Linked DNA regions of Astyanax mexicanus: region 2 is linked to region 1. The links are chromatin contacts, called in public Hi-C maps. All regions are on one chromosome and are shown on one strand. The core of a region is the stretch at or near the end of the contact, and the rest is flanking DNA. Distances in the headings are between cores, read along the strand shown. Region 1 overlaps rassf5 (Ras association domain family member 5). Region 2 overlaps rassf5 (Ras association domain family member 5).

Region 1 (6,694 bases), core at 2,942-5,441:
GCCACCCTGCCAAAAGTAACAATTGGTCTTATATAATATTCTAATTTTCGGAGAAACTGATTTTTGGGATTTCATTGGCTGTAAAGCCATAATAATCAACAATAATATATTCAAACGCTTAAAATAGATCACACTGTGTGTAATACATCTATATAATATACAAGTTTTACATTTTGAACTGAATTACTGAAATAAAGTAACTTTTCAATGATATTCTATTTTTTTTAAATGCACCTGTAAGGCTGAAAGTTTGATTATAATGATAATTTAATACAGTAGAAGTAAGTTTAGAGTTTGGAACTCCTGCTGGATGTTCTGGACCAGATTAGTTAGTGCATGCTTGAGTATCTCTCAGGGTTGTAGCTGCTGTGAATGGTGGGAGGAACGGGGTCAATCTGGACTGTAGTTGGTCAGGAAGTGACAGCGCCGGTGAGGAGCAGCAGGGGCCTGCCAGGACCCATCTACATCCACAAGCCAGCTAGCGAATTAAACTTGCAATGTACTTGGTCTGTTGCCGTTGGCAACTGTAGAGAGGTAAAGGCCCAGGAGACCAGTTGTAGTGGCTGGATTAAACCACTGTCTTTTTCTATCATTTCTCTATGTGCCATTTTATTTTTATTTTATTTTTTTCAAAAGCACTGGGGCACCAGTGAACTGCCCACTCTTTTTTTTTTTTTAACAAATGATAGATTTGCATATATTTGATGAGAACATTAATGAGGTCAGGATGCTGAGTGATCCACACTTCATCCACCTCATCCCCTACTACCTAACTTAGCCCATCATTTTGTGGATACCCACAAGTCTCAATTTCAGGGTCTATAGAACAGAGGGTTAAGGATCTTTTTTACAATATGACTTGTAGTGAACGCAGCACAGCTCGCACGTGTAAACAGCATGGAGCTGCAGTGACAGCGTTTGTTAATAGCTGTGGAAATGAGCGTTATCTGGCTAATATATCAGATTAAACTGCACCTTATCAGCAGGTTAGCTCAAATAAATGGAGTATATTTGAGAGCTGGGTCAGATCGAGAACGGATCACATTGTCACCACAAGTGAACCACTCCAGAGTTCCTCTAGCAGGTCTTGGTACAGTTGTTTTGATCCGCACCCGAGTGCGATTACTGTTTTCACACCTGTTCAATTGAACCACACTAATGGTACAAACGAACCAAAGTTTGTTTTAACCAGACCAAGTAGTGCTGGTGTAAAACAACAAGATACCTTGACAAGAACCAGATTGTGATGGCTATATGACTGGAAGGTCATAACATCTCCTAATCAGGCAGGTCTTGTTGGGTTTATGTAGTATGCAGTGATCAATACCTACCAATAGTGGTCCATAGAAGAACAACTTGCTATCTGTGGAGGTCTAATTAAACCATACATGGCAATAGTCATATGCTCCAGACAGCACTATTATATTGGCAATATTTCTCTACAGGGACCAGACAAACTGTGTGTGCATCTTTTACCTTCACTTTTATAGACCCTACAGCTAGGCCCTGTGGGTCTTTACAAAATATGCTATGCTCTTACTTTTACTATACAACAATTTATAGTACCTTCTGTGCTATGATGAAGAACATAACAAAAGATTAGGGTTCAAAAGGATTTATCTACCTGCATTCAACAGCGTTTATCTTAATCTTACCCTCCAGTCCATTTCTCAACATTATATTCAGTTGAACAGTTTCAACCTTTTTCTAAACCATCTTTTCCTTATACCAGCATCTCTCCTCTCTCCAGTGCATGTTTCTCATCTGCCTCTCCTGACAGCTTCTATTTCAGCTCTGTCAGTAATGAGAGAGAACCCAGCTGGCCTGGCCTGTCATGGAGACGGAGAGCTGCTGAATGGAGGCCTGTCAGCTTTGGTCATTAGAACCGTTTCTCTTCAGGGCTAAAACCCGCACTAACGTTCCCGTGCAGTGGACGGCATTTCGCGCTATATGCTCTTTCTCACCTCTTTATTTATGTCTCTGCATTAACCACATGACAGATGGGCTGTACAGATCACAAGTGTTTAAGCTGCAGTATCGTAACTCACCTCTAGAGGGAGGCACTGTCTCTGTCTGTCAGTGTTTGGCCTATTTAGGGCCTGTTTATGATAATATTGGATTATTTTAATGGATCTTTCTCCTGTATGGTGATGTAAATGTGAGTACCCTCCATTATATGAGTGAAACCTAATGGATGCCATTCAGAGGAAAGCATCCGAGACATTTTGTAAAGGCGTAACTCAATTAGCGCTACACAAAAGCTTTGAATTGACCATATGCTTTTTAGATTGACATCATTGTGTTGGGGCTTTCAGGTCCAGAGACTTTTCTCTTTTCTCTTTAGCATCGCTGCTCATTAACCTGATCAGACGCATTGAAGCGGAGCCAGTCTGGTCTGAACGGAAGATCTGTCACAAGATAATGACATCACAGGCACTGTCAGTGGTCTGGACAGTCTCAGTGCAGCTCAAGGAGCCTGTATTTAGAGTATAGTAATAGTAAAGCTGAGGGTTTCCACACAAATGCTTGTTAAATCATCATAAAATACGAAAAAAAAAACCCAGAAAATCCAAACCGCCATTTGCTGGATGGAATCGTCAGCGGCAATACAAACAATAGGAACACACTAAATTTGGAAAATGTTTATGCTGTGATAAAAACTATGATCTCAATTATTTTTCATGTAGCATTTTATATGACCCTGCCTGGTTTTGGACTCCAGCCTTAAATGTAGATGAAATATTTATGATTAATACGGCTAATACTGTGTTAGCCGTGATGCTGGACGAGGCTAACACTGCAATAGAGATTCCAATACCACAGTAGCAAGACTGAGCGTATGCTTAGCAAAGCTAATGCTAATGCAGGGGTAGAAATTCTGGCAAAGGCCAGCAGCAGGCATGGTTGTGATTCTAATGGTACAATAGCAATGCTATAGTGATTCTGAGCAATGCTAATGGCTCGGTTGAGAAGCTTATGTCGTGTAATGGTACGAAACCAATGCTAATGGCACACTAGCAGTGCTAAATGCTAATGGCACAGTAGCTATAGTAACTGCAATGCCAACACTGCAGTAGATAGGCTGGGTAAGGTTTGCAGCCGGTTGCCGATGTAGGTACTGTAAATGCCTCACCTCAATAATGCTCTCCTAGTTGTTAAAAGCTATCAAATCCTTACATTACCGTATTTTTTGCACTAAAAGGTGCACTTAAAATCCTTTAATTTTCCAAAAAGCGTCAGTGTGCCTTATGATACCGTGGACCTTATGTATGAATTCTACTAGTCAGGTTTTAAGAAACAGTTAAGCTACTCCACTGAAGTTTGGCGTTATACAGGAGTTTCAGTTTAGTTCTCTTCAGCATTAAGAATTAAGACTGGAGCAACGTTAGCATTAGCTGCTAACCTTGCTAAGCTCTAGCTCTTTCACCATTCAGAGGTGAGTATTATCAGCCTGTAGCCAGCGTGTTTACACTCAGGGTTCTTCAGTGTAGCGCAGTCGGGTGACATTAGCATGTTAATTACCCATTACCTATTTCTTATTAAGAAATAGTGTGTGTATGTATATTACCACAATCACGAAAATAACTTGGATATTTCTAGATTTATTTTCATGCATTTTTGTGTTTTTGCTAGTTATAAAGCCAGCTACTGTGGCTTAGTGGTTAGAGCACTGCTTTAATAATTAGTCACATGGTTGTGGGTTCAAGACCCAGGTCCCTGAGCAAGGCACTTAACCTTTTTGACCCAGGAGCCTCATAGCATGGCTGACTAGCATTCTAAAGGACTTTTATTATAGTGTTCAAGTATTATAACAACACACAGTATGAACAGTCAATGACAAATATACCAATAATAACCAGCCAGTAACCAGTCCTAGCTAATGCTATTATTTTGGACATTCAAATGGATCTTTCTAGGTATAGTAATGACTATACGTAGACACAGGTACTAGCATAGTAATGGAAATTACTAGGCTATTATTCTTCGCTTTTATCTAAAAAATATAATCATGTGATCTGTTTTAGCCCCACTGTGCATTTCTTCACTGCTCCTTCACCCTGATTTATCTCTCTTTCTTTGTTGTTTGGAGAGGATGAGTAATGTTCCCACTGAGCGCTTTGCCCTGATTCCCCTCATATCATGCAAGCACAGTCCTCCACCCTGAACTCCCATGCCCTCAGCAGCAGCACACAGCTCCGCTAGCCAAATTTAGCACATAGCCTCAGCATTAGCATTAGCCCTCATGGCCTCGGAGTCTCTCCTAGAGCCTGTGTGCTCTCCACTGCCATTAGAAACACATTACCAACTTGCTAATTTGGGAATTCCCGAAAGCGTGCATACATAGTGTTCGTCAGTAGAGTGCTGCACCCACTGTTGCATTACTGGAAATTGGAGGCATCAACGATGAGAGGGAAGCAGCTTAAAAAGTGGAGGAACATTATGCGTGCAAGTAATCATGGTACTTAGAGCTCTTATTTATCAGAAAATGATCTAAAAAGCAGAGACAAAGCAGGGAGGAAACCTAGTGCAAACAATACACAAGCAGTATGTTTAAGTTTATCCCAATTTTTACATTTGTTTATAATTTATTTCTAATTTTATCTCATTTTCTACCAATTGCCTATTTGCAGTTCACATTAAAACACCATTATTCGCAATGCCTCTGAAAATAGGAAGGTTAGGACAATTGCATTTTGTTTATTTTTCTGGTCTTTTCATTTATGGTTTTCAAGCTGAACGAAATCTACATTCTATCTACTGCAATGGATGCTGATCATAGAGTAGCTAGCTATGCTAACCCAACATTTCAACTGGCTATTTAATTTTATGTTATTTATATTTGTTTAGCATAGCTTAATAGATATAATTTTTCCAACACAACACAAAAGGTTCAGACTGTCGTAGGACACAGTATTCTGTGACGTACATCCACCAACTTCCAAGGAAGGGAAGCTGAGTCTGTGGCTGTCTATAGGTCTGCGCTTACCCTTCCGTGGAAAGAAACCAACACCAGAACATCTTTACCAAGAGAAATGTCTCAGTTGCACTGGTGAAACAGATGGATTGGGTGCTGTAAAGGTTTTCTTTTTTTTCTTTTTTTTTTCTTTTTTTTTGTAAGAGTTTTATGACTTACGTGAACTACAAGGCCAAGTGCTTTTTGCATTAAACGTCTTGATGTGTAATTGCGTTTTAGCATTTTAAGAATATTGTAACCTTTATGACTCCACCCCATTATTTGTGGCAGTGAAACTGCATAAATGCCAGTTTCAATCATGAAACCCACTCATTTTTGGGGGCAGAGTGAGCCCTGGTTGCACCTGAATCCTGCCACAAAAGGCTCAGTACTTTTGCTGTACAGAAATCAAAACAACATGCATAGATTAAAAGCTCCAGCTTCAGCTTCTGTCGCCTCAGAGTCTTTGTCTTTTCTGGCGGCTCTGTGCTCACTCATTACTGTCAAACGGCAACCTCACACTGTCTGTGACTCCGAGGGGCGAGTTAGGAGATGTCCCCCCGCTGCGGATCTCAGTGTTCAGTCCCTGGAGCATTGTGGCTTGGGCTGTTCCTGGCTTCGTTCAACCCTGTTAGAGCCCACCCCAGGCACACTGTACTCTCTAGCTTATCCAAACCACAGTCTGCCCCCTTAACGTGCCCTTAAAGTCCTCTCTCTGTGCCACTAATAATCAGCTTTCTGCATCTGATGCTGAAGCTCAGAGTTTATATAACCTCTATATTAGAGAGATTTGTTCTTATTTAATGGAGAATAGCTGATTTTATTTGAAGTGTGGGGTACATCCACTGAAAGCACAGTGGATTTTGTAGTCAAACTGGATACGACTGAGAATTGATTTGAGGGATTAGAGTGTAAAAGGTTTTTAGACACTCCCTTACAAAAAAAAGTTGTCTGATTAGATAGAGACAGACATTTGCCACAAGAGGATGTAAAATGCTTCTCCCAATAGATGATAAAAAGTCTCAAAGGCCACATTTGGGTATTATACCTCTTGGTGAGACATTGTTGGCTGCTAGGCATTTTTCCAAGGGCAAATCGTTAGACTGAGAGAAGAAACATTTTAGTTTCAACTAATTTCCCAGCTCTCTAGACTGTCCGTCAGCCAGCCATTGTGATCTTTGTTTGCAGTGGTGTTAAAAATGTGTGAATGAAAATAAAAATCTTGGACTGCCACATCTGGACTTTTATCATCTTTAGAAACAAAACCTGGTTCTCTGGGATCCAACAATGGACAGGTTCAGGTATGGAGGCCAAGGAAGTGTTGAAATATGTCAGAATCATTCCTGGGAAACTGTTTCTGTCTGTGAATGCACAACCACTGCTGCATTACTGGAAAATTGGAGATATCAACAAAAAGAAGGAAGCAGCTTAAAAACTGGTGGAACATCATGCGTGCAAGTAAGCATGATACTTAGAGCTTTGGTCTTTGTTTGCAATGGTGTTAAATTGTGTAAATGAAACTTTAGGGCTGCCACATCTGGACTTTTATCATTTTTAGAAACAAATGCTGGTTCTGTTTGAGATCCAGAAATGGACAGGTTTAGGTATGTAGGCCAATTTTGCAATCTGGCAAAATCATTCCTGGGAAACTCTTGCTGTTAGTGGGTGAGCATTACCCTGCTGAAAAATGCCAGATGGAAGATCTGCCATGAGAGGCAACACATGGTTGCAGGATGTTCT
Region 2 (6,694 bases), core at 2,741-5,240, 36 kb after region 1:
TGTCGGGTAGCATTAGCCACTAACCGCTAGCAGTTAACTGATAATGCTAATACTAATGCTCCAGCTTTAGTGGAAATCTGTAAACCTAAGCTTATTGTAAACAAACAGAAGCACTTTACTCACCCAAATAAACAGTTTTCAGGGGAGAAATCTGTGTAGATTTACATGCTTGTTTGACTTGTCTGACTTATCTAAAATGTTTACAGTGTACAATTTTGTTTACTGAACTTAGCCGAATTTAGAAGGAAAAGATGGCGACTACCCTGTTTCTACAACTAGGTACTAGTTACTAGTGTCGCATAAAATGCGCCTTATATTCCGGTGCGCCTGATGTATAAAAATAGACCAGTAATAGACGATTATTGATAGTGCGCCTTATAATCCGGAGTGCCTTATAGTGCAAAAAAATAAGATATCTAGTCTTTATCTTGCCTTTCCACTAGCACCCTGACCACTTTTTAGCCTCACTCACAAGATAACACCTCACTACCTATATACAGGTGTGGGTTTTCCCAAGACGACTCCTGGATAACACTTCATGATCAATGATAATTTACTTACTGCTGTCGCATGAGATTTAACCAAGGCCACCAAGTATTGCCTACATTCATACAAGCTAATCCGGTTTCTCTCGGTTTTGAGGATCTGTGTTTTTCATGGTCTGAGACCAAGCTTTGCTCAGTATTGTAGTTTTGTATAATGGATGAGGGGAAACGAGGATAAAATGTGTGTTTGGAAACCTCATAAACCTTATTAAACATCTGCTGAACTGGCCAAACAGGCCAAACAAACGTTCGGTTAGGCTTTGTTTGTTTAGCTTCAGTCAGAGGGGGGTCAGGGGTGGATCTTAGTCTAGCATAGATTTGTCGATGTCTTTGCTCAAACACACCTGCTCCAACAGTTGAAGTCCAGGTGTGATGGGTGTGTCGGGGCTCTGTGTCTGGGCTCACACATCTAGACTGATTTTTTAAATCTCTATTAAAAGATTTTAATAGACAATAATTCCTTCAGAATGAGCCAGTGTGATATATGAACCGAATCAACAGCATTTAAGTTCTGTTTTCTCTATTTGTTTTTTCAGAAGGCCACTAAAGAGGAAGAGGAGGAGAACCCAAAGTCCCTCAGTGAGGAAGAGGTCAAGTCCAAGATAGAGGAGTACAATTCCAAAGTTTCTGAAAATGGAATGAATTTAGTGAGTACACTCTTCTCCCTCCGACATCTAAACCCTTTTATAATTCTATGACATGCCAAGGATCATGTGACAGGACCTAGTATTGTGTCCCATGACTTTTGCCATTGTCCCATGGAAGCCAAAAAACGCTGCACTGACCTGTGGGATATGTGTGTGTAGGGCCTCATGCATTGAATGTGGATGTGATTTCTGACAGAGTTGCTGGTCTGTTTGCATGGTCACTTCTAGCCAAATGCCACAGATCACAAGCATTCCCATCAACTGTGCAAATATCAATAGTGATATTTGTTTAACACACAATTACTTACTAGGGATGCACCAAAATAACCATTTTTGGGCACTATTTTTGGCCAAAAGCCGAATACTAAAGTTTTTTTTTGCAGGTTTTCAAAAATGTTGCCTTTTTTTCACCATTGTATGAGTTATAAAGCCTAAATGTACTTTTATCTTGCTTTTTAAAGAAGACATCATTTTTGGTATAAAATATTCTGTCACTATTCTATTTACAATTCTATTATTAGGGTTCAAGCACCGAAGGTGCGTAGAACCCTATTGTTTTTGCTAAGATTTTTATTATTATTATTATTATTATTATTATTATTATTATTATTATTATTATTATTATTCTTTTTCTCCTGAAAAAACAGTTGTGCAGCCTAAACCGTAAGTCATAGAGAAATGAAACTTGGTAGGTAGATGTAGGATCAGTGCATCTCGGTGGACAACAAAAATGGCACCGATTGGTCAAGTGGTGGCGCTATAAACAAGGAAATTCATTTTTCACAATTTTCTCAATAACTCAAAAACCATAAGACCTACATTCAAAATTCTTTTTTTGATGGATTCCTTGGGTCAATACCAACAACTTTCCAATTTGGACCATGCACTCCCGTCTATATAGATTTTTTGCTAATTTGCATAATATGCAAAACCTACTTTTGCAAACTAGTCCTAGGAATGTTGACCAATCCTGGCATGTTTGGTATCAAAACACTCGTGAGAGCATGCGCTTCAATATTCATTAAGAAAAAGTTGAAATATGTAAACAATATGGCCGCCATATGCAAATTAGTCCTTCCGGATATATGCCCCATTCACTTCAAGAGGTAAATTTGGAGCACTGTTTCTCAGCAACCGTGCAACCTAGCAAGTTGAAACTTTGCATGCAGAATCTATCATACAGCCTCTAAAGGATGTTCAAAGGGCAACTTAATCAATCAACATGGCTGAACACCATCAGCCAATCAGCATTCAGCAGACATTTTGGCAGGCTGAATGTTGCCCAATCTGGATGATATTTGGCAGTTATGTTCAGGTGGAGACACTGTAGTGACCTGCAAAGTGCTGAAACAATCCGCCCACTGGGGGGCGCTGTTCCAAAAAAACGAGTATATGTCAATCATGCTGTACTATTTTGACATCTAATTGTTTTTGCCATATTTAGTACAGTGGCTCTGACAAATTTCTCAATACAACTATGTTTAAAAAGTGCTTCGTTCATTCATAATTGCTAATTGTTTGAAAATAGCTATATTGAAACTACTCTCTGGATATTTGGCCTATCACCTCCATTTCAGTCTTGCTGCACACTGTAGAGTCTCTAGGTAAATGTTCATTAAAAACATTTGTGAAAATTTCACATACAATACTCTCCAGGCATCAAGCAATCTGTGCGTCCTTGGAATTTCTAACCTAAATTGCTGTAACTCTGCAGTATTTGCTGTAATCTCACAATGTTAAAGACCTCTGTACAATATCACTCTGATGAAGCGCCATTTAATACAGAACTAGATTAAGAATAACTTGACATTATATGTCATATCAGAACATTCACTCCTTTGTGCCTCTTCTCAACATTAATAACAGGTGAAAGACTTTTGATCATTTCTAAATGTGACAGAATGTCTCCAATTGTGTTAGACCTTCTTACACATCACCATCCTATGCTCTAGTAGGCACCATTGTGCTAGTTGGTGCTTGATGAAGCACCATTTAATTCAGAACTAGATTTATAATAACTTCGTAATTACATGTCATATCAGAACATTCACTCCTTTGTGTTAATTTAAACTTGTTTGGTCAAACATTTCAGCTTGTTCTGCAAAGGTTCAAAGGTCAATCTGAATACCACTTTGTGAACATTCTGGTTGAAGCCACCTGATCAATACCAATAACATGTAGACACCTTTTGACTAGTTCTAACTCACTTAATGAATATCCTACAAAGTTCACTAGATTTACATGTGAATTTAAGCACTGATCAGGTTGAAAGGCATCTGCTCAACATTAATAACAGGTGAAAAACTTGATAATTTCTAAATGTGACAGGGCATCTCCAATCATATTAGACCTTCTTACACATCACCATTCAATGCTCCAGTAGGCACCATTGTGCAAGTTGGTGCTTGAACCCGACGATTGCCGCTTGCGGCTATATTTCTATTTGTTTTTTGTCGATTTTTGGTCAAATTAATAATAATAATAATAATATTAATAATAATAATGCATTTTATTTTAAGGCGCCTTTCTAGCACCCAAGGACACTGTACAATAATAGAAAAATAAAAATACAACAATAAATTAGAAAAAATATATAAAATAGTAAAAAGAGATTAATCAATGTAATTATATTGGTTGCTGAATATTCAATGCATCCCTATCACTTACTGACACATTTTCCCCATTTCTTTTTCCCTCAGGCTGAAGATGGCACCTACACCGGCTTTATTAAGGTCCATCTGAAGCTGCGGCGGCCCGTCACCATACTGTCCCCGGATGGAAAGGCCCCAGGCTGCAGTCCGGCCGCCGACGTTTCGGACAGACGCACGTCCTTCTACATGCCCAGCGACACGGTCAAGCAGCTGCACATCAGCAGCACCACCACGGTCAACGAGGTCATCCAGGGCCTGCTGAAGAAGTACACAGTGCAGGACAATCCACGCAAATTCGCCCTCTACAGGAGGACCCACAGGGACGGCCAGGGTAAGGGTGTGGGTTCATACTCACGAATCCAGATCTTTTTATAAAAGAGATTTTTGTCTGTTTTTAATCATTATAAACTGAGTTTTTTCAAAAATGCTCTCCAAGCTGGAGATTAGTGAAAGCTTTGTTTTCAGTGTTTTTTTTTTCAGAGCTTTATAAAAATGCTGACATCACAGCACGTGTATATTTCTGTCTGAATCTCAAATATCTCCAAACTCTCTATATAGTGAACAGCTTATGCTCTAAAACTGCAGCTTCTACAACCAGACAGCACTTGTCTGCACATTTCCACATATGAATAAATGTAAATACTAGGCCTGTCGCCAGGGCAGATTTAAGGCATTTGAAGGCCACAAGCAAAATGGGCCTTCCTTCCTTTCTCTTCTTTCTTTTCTGGATTCCTGATGGAAAACTCTGCGTTATGATAGCTGAAGTTTCATATTTTGCCGGGTGCAGGAATGACTAACTTTGTTTGTTTAATTCCAAACTGGTTGTGATCTCGGTGCCCCAGCAATTGATTGGTTTGCTTGCCGTGTTGCAACGGGCCTGCATAAAAATGTGTGGACCAAACCTCAATAATTTTAGCTGACCTCAGTTTTCCATTGTGTTTACCGGTACTAAGCAAGGAGAGCCCAATTTAGATTGATTTTTAAATAAAAAAATTGTGCTTTTATTTATTTATTTTACTATTATTTTTTTAAACATTTTTATATTTCAGTAAATCTAAATATACTTAATAACTATGGTTGCGCATTGCTTTTGATTGCTTCAAATCTCATTTATGCAAATACATTGCCTAGTAACCACCTAGGAACACCTTAGCAACCACTTAGCAACCACCACAGACACCATAGCAATGCCTTAGCAACCACTTAGCAACCACCTAGCAACTGCTTAGCAACACTATAGCAACCACCATGGATGCCATATCAATGCCTTAGCAACCACCTAGCAACACCTTAGCAACCCCCACAGACACAATAGCAGGTGCCTAGCAACGTCATAGCAATGACCATAGCGAACGGTGGGAGCAATTTTAGCTGCGTTTCCTTCTTTAAATGCATTATTATTTCATGCATTATTTCTAAATCAGTGAATTAAAATAGTGTTAATGACAATATTGTCATTAAAGTGGTTATCATGACAGGCCTTGTAAATAGTGTTCCACTGCAGATATATAATCCTCAGATTTAGAATCTGTCTTTTCGTAATTAAGGGAGTAGTGTTTAGAGTGTAATTTGTGCTAAAACCTCAGTGATTTCTCCATTTCCTTCTTCATAGTGCATTGATGCCACTCTTTATGAGGTACTTTCGCCCCCTACAGGGCTAGCATGCTCATGTAGACTGATTGAGGGAGGGAAATTTCTCATTTCTTACAAATATTTCTTACAAACATGTGAATATGTGCCTGGTGTTAATGTACCTGTGTCTTGCATGTGTTAGATCTTATACAGAAGCTGGCCGGCACTGAGCACCCGCTGTTCCTGCGTCTGCTGGCCGGTCCAGATCTGGAGAACCTCTCATTTGTGCTGAAGGAGAACGAGACCGGGGAGGTAGAGGTGAGTTATTATGCAGTGCTGCACTTTTTACATACATACATATGTACTATATGCACATCAGTGGCGGATGCTGGTCTTTCAGGGGGGGGAGCTCAATTTCGGCCTACATCTTAACATATGTAGTTTTATTTATACGTAAATTCTACTCTCCCTGAGATGTTTTTTTTGTAAACAAAAGGCATTATTTTCAAGTTTTCACTACACAACAAAAAGGTACCCATTCTTTACATTGAACAATTACATAAAAAGACGCTATGACATGAATAAACATAAAATGATCAGTAAAAAAAAACATTACGCAAAATCTTTAAAGTTGGTAAAGGAAAAAATGCAGGTAAATTTAGCTCCTTTTTGGACAGTTTTAATTTCCTTAAAATAATCCCTTTATTCATTTAAATTATTTTTAATGATAACACAATACTTATGTCCTGAGATGGTTTCTTTAAGAGGAATGGCCATCAGTACATTTAATTTGTTACAGCACTTCCAGTCAGCCAGCTCACTTTATCATACCAGAACAGCTGAAAATACCTTTTACTTTTCCCCACCTTTTACACCAAATTAATATGAGCAGTTGATCTGCCCTGCTGTTTAACTCTAAGTTTTTCTTTGTAAGGAAAACTATCAAATGGCTTCTCCAAAACGGATTTTTACACAAAAAGATCGCTGATTCGCTCATTTCGCTGTCAATCAAAAAGGGACTCCGTCTCAGACAGATCATCCAATCATCATGCAGAAGCTGAGCGTCCGGGCCGGCCGAGGCCAGCCCACTGCTCCATAGACCCCCAGAGACGCTGAGCGTCCGATGGGCGGGACAAAGCCCAGCATTTATCCAATGGCTCGTCTCGTTTCGCCGCGCGCTTTGCTCCGCTATTACAGTCTGTGGACGCTCAGCGTCCGCACTGTTTAAAGCAGCGCTGTGAAGCTGCGGGAATGAGTGAGAGGAAAGCCGCAGCGTTAC

Evidence for each region. A called contact is a pair of places that touch in the nucleus more often than the background predicts.
Region 2: a Hi-C map of muscle shows a contact between it and region 1, with 4 times the contacts expected there. The contact joins two enhancer-like sites. A contact is called at or near these places in 2 of 3 Hi-C or Micro-C datasets (blood and muscle).

Annotation. Positions count from the first base shown.
Region 1 is chr24:21,402,805-21,409,498 of AstMex3_surface, forward strand. All of the region lies in intron 2 of rassf5 (Ras association domain family member 5), which reads left to right. Among protein-coding and RNA genes, the nearest start is that of rassf5, 40 kb to the left of the region's middle. Within about 2 kb of position 4,192, the one cell type or tissue checked has an H3K27ac peak away from gene starts, as active enhancers do.
Region 2 is chr24:21,438,976-21,445,669 of AstMex3_surface, forward strand. rassf5 (Ras association domain family member 5) reads left to right here. Exons shown (of 6, transcript XM_022682719.2): 3 at 1,082-1,192; 4 at 3,892-4,174; 5 at 5,618-5,733. Among protein-coding and RNA genes, the nearest start is that of dyrk3, 18 kb to the right of the region's middle. Within about 2 kb of position 3,991, the one cell type or tissue checked has an H3K27ac peak away from gene starts, as active enhancers do.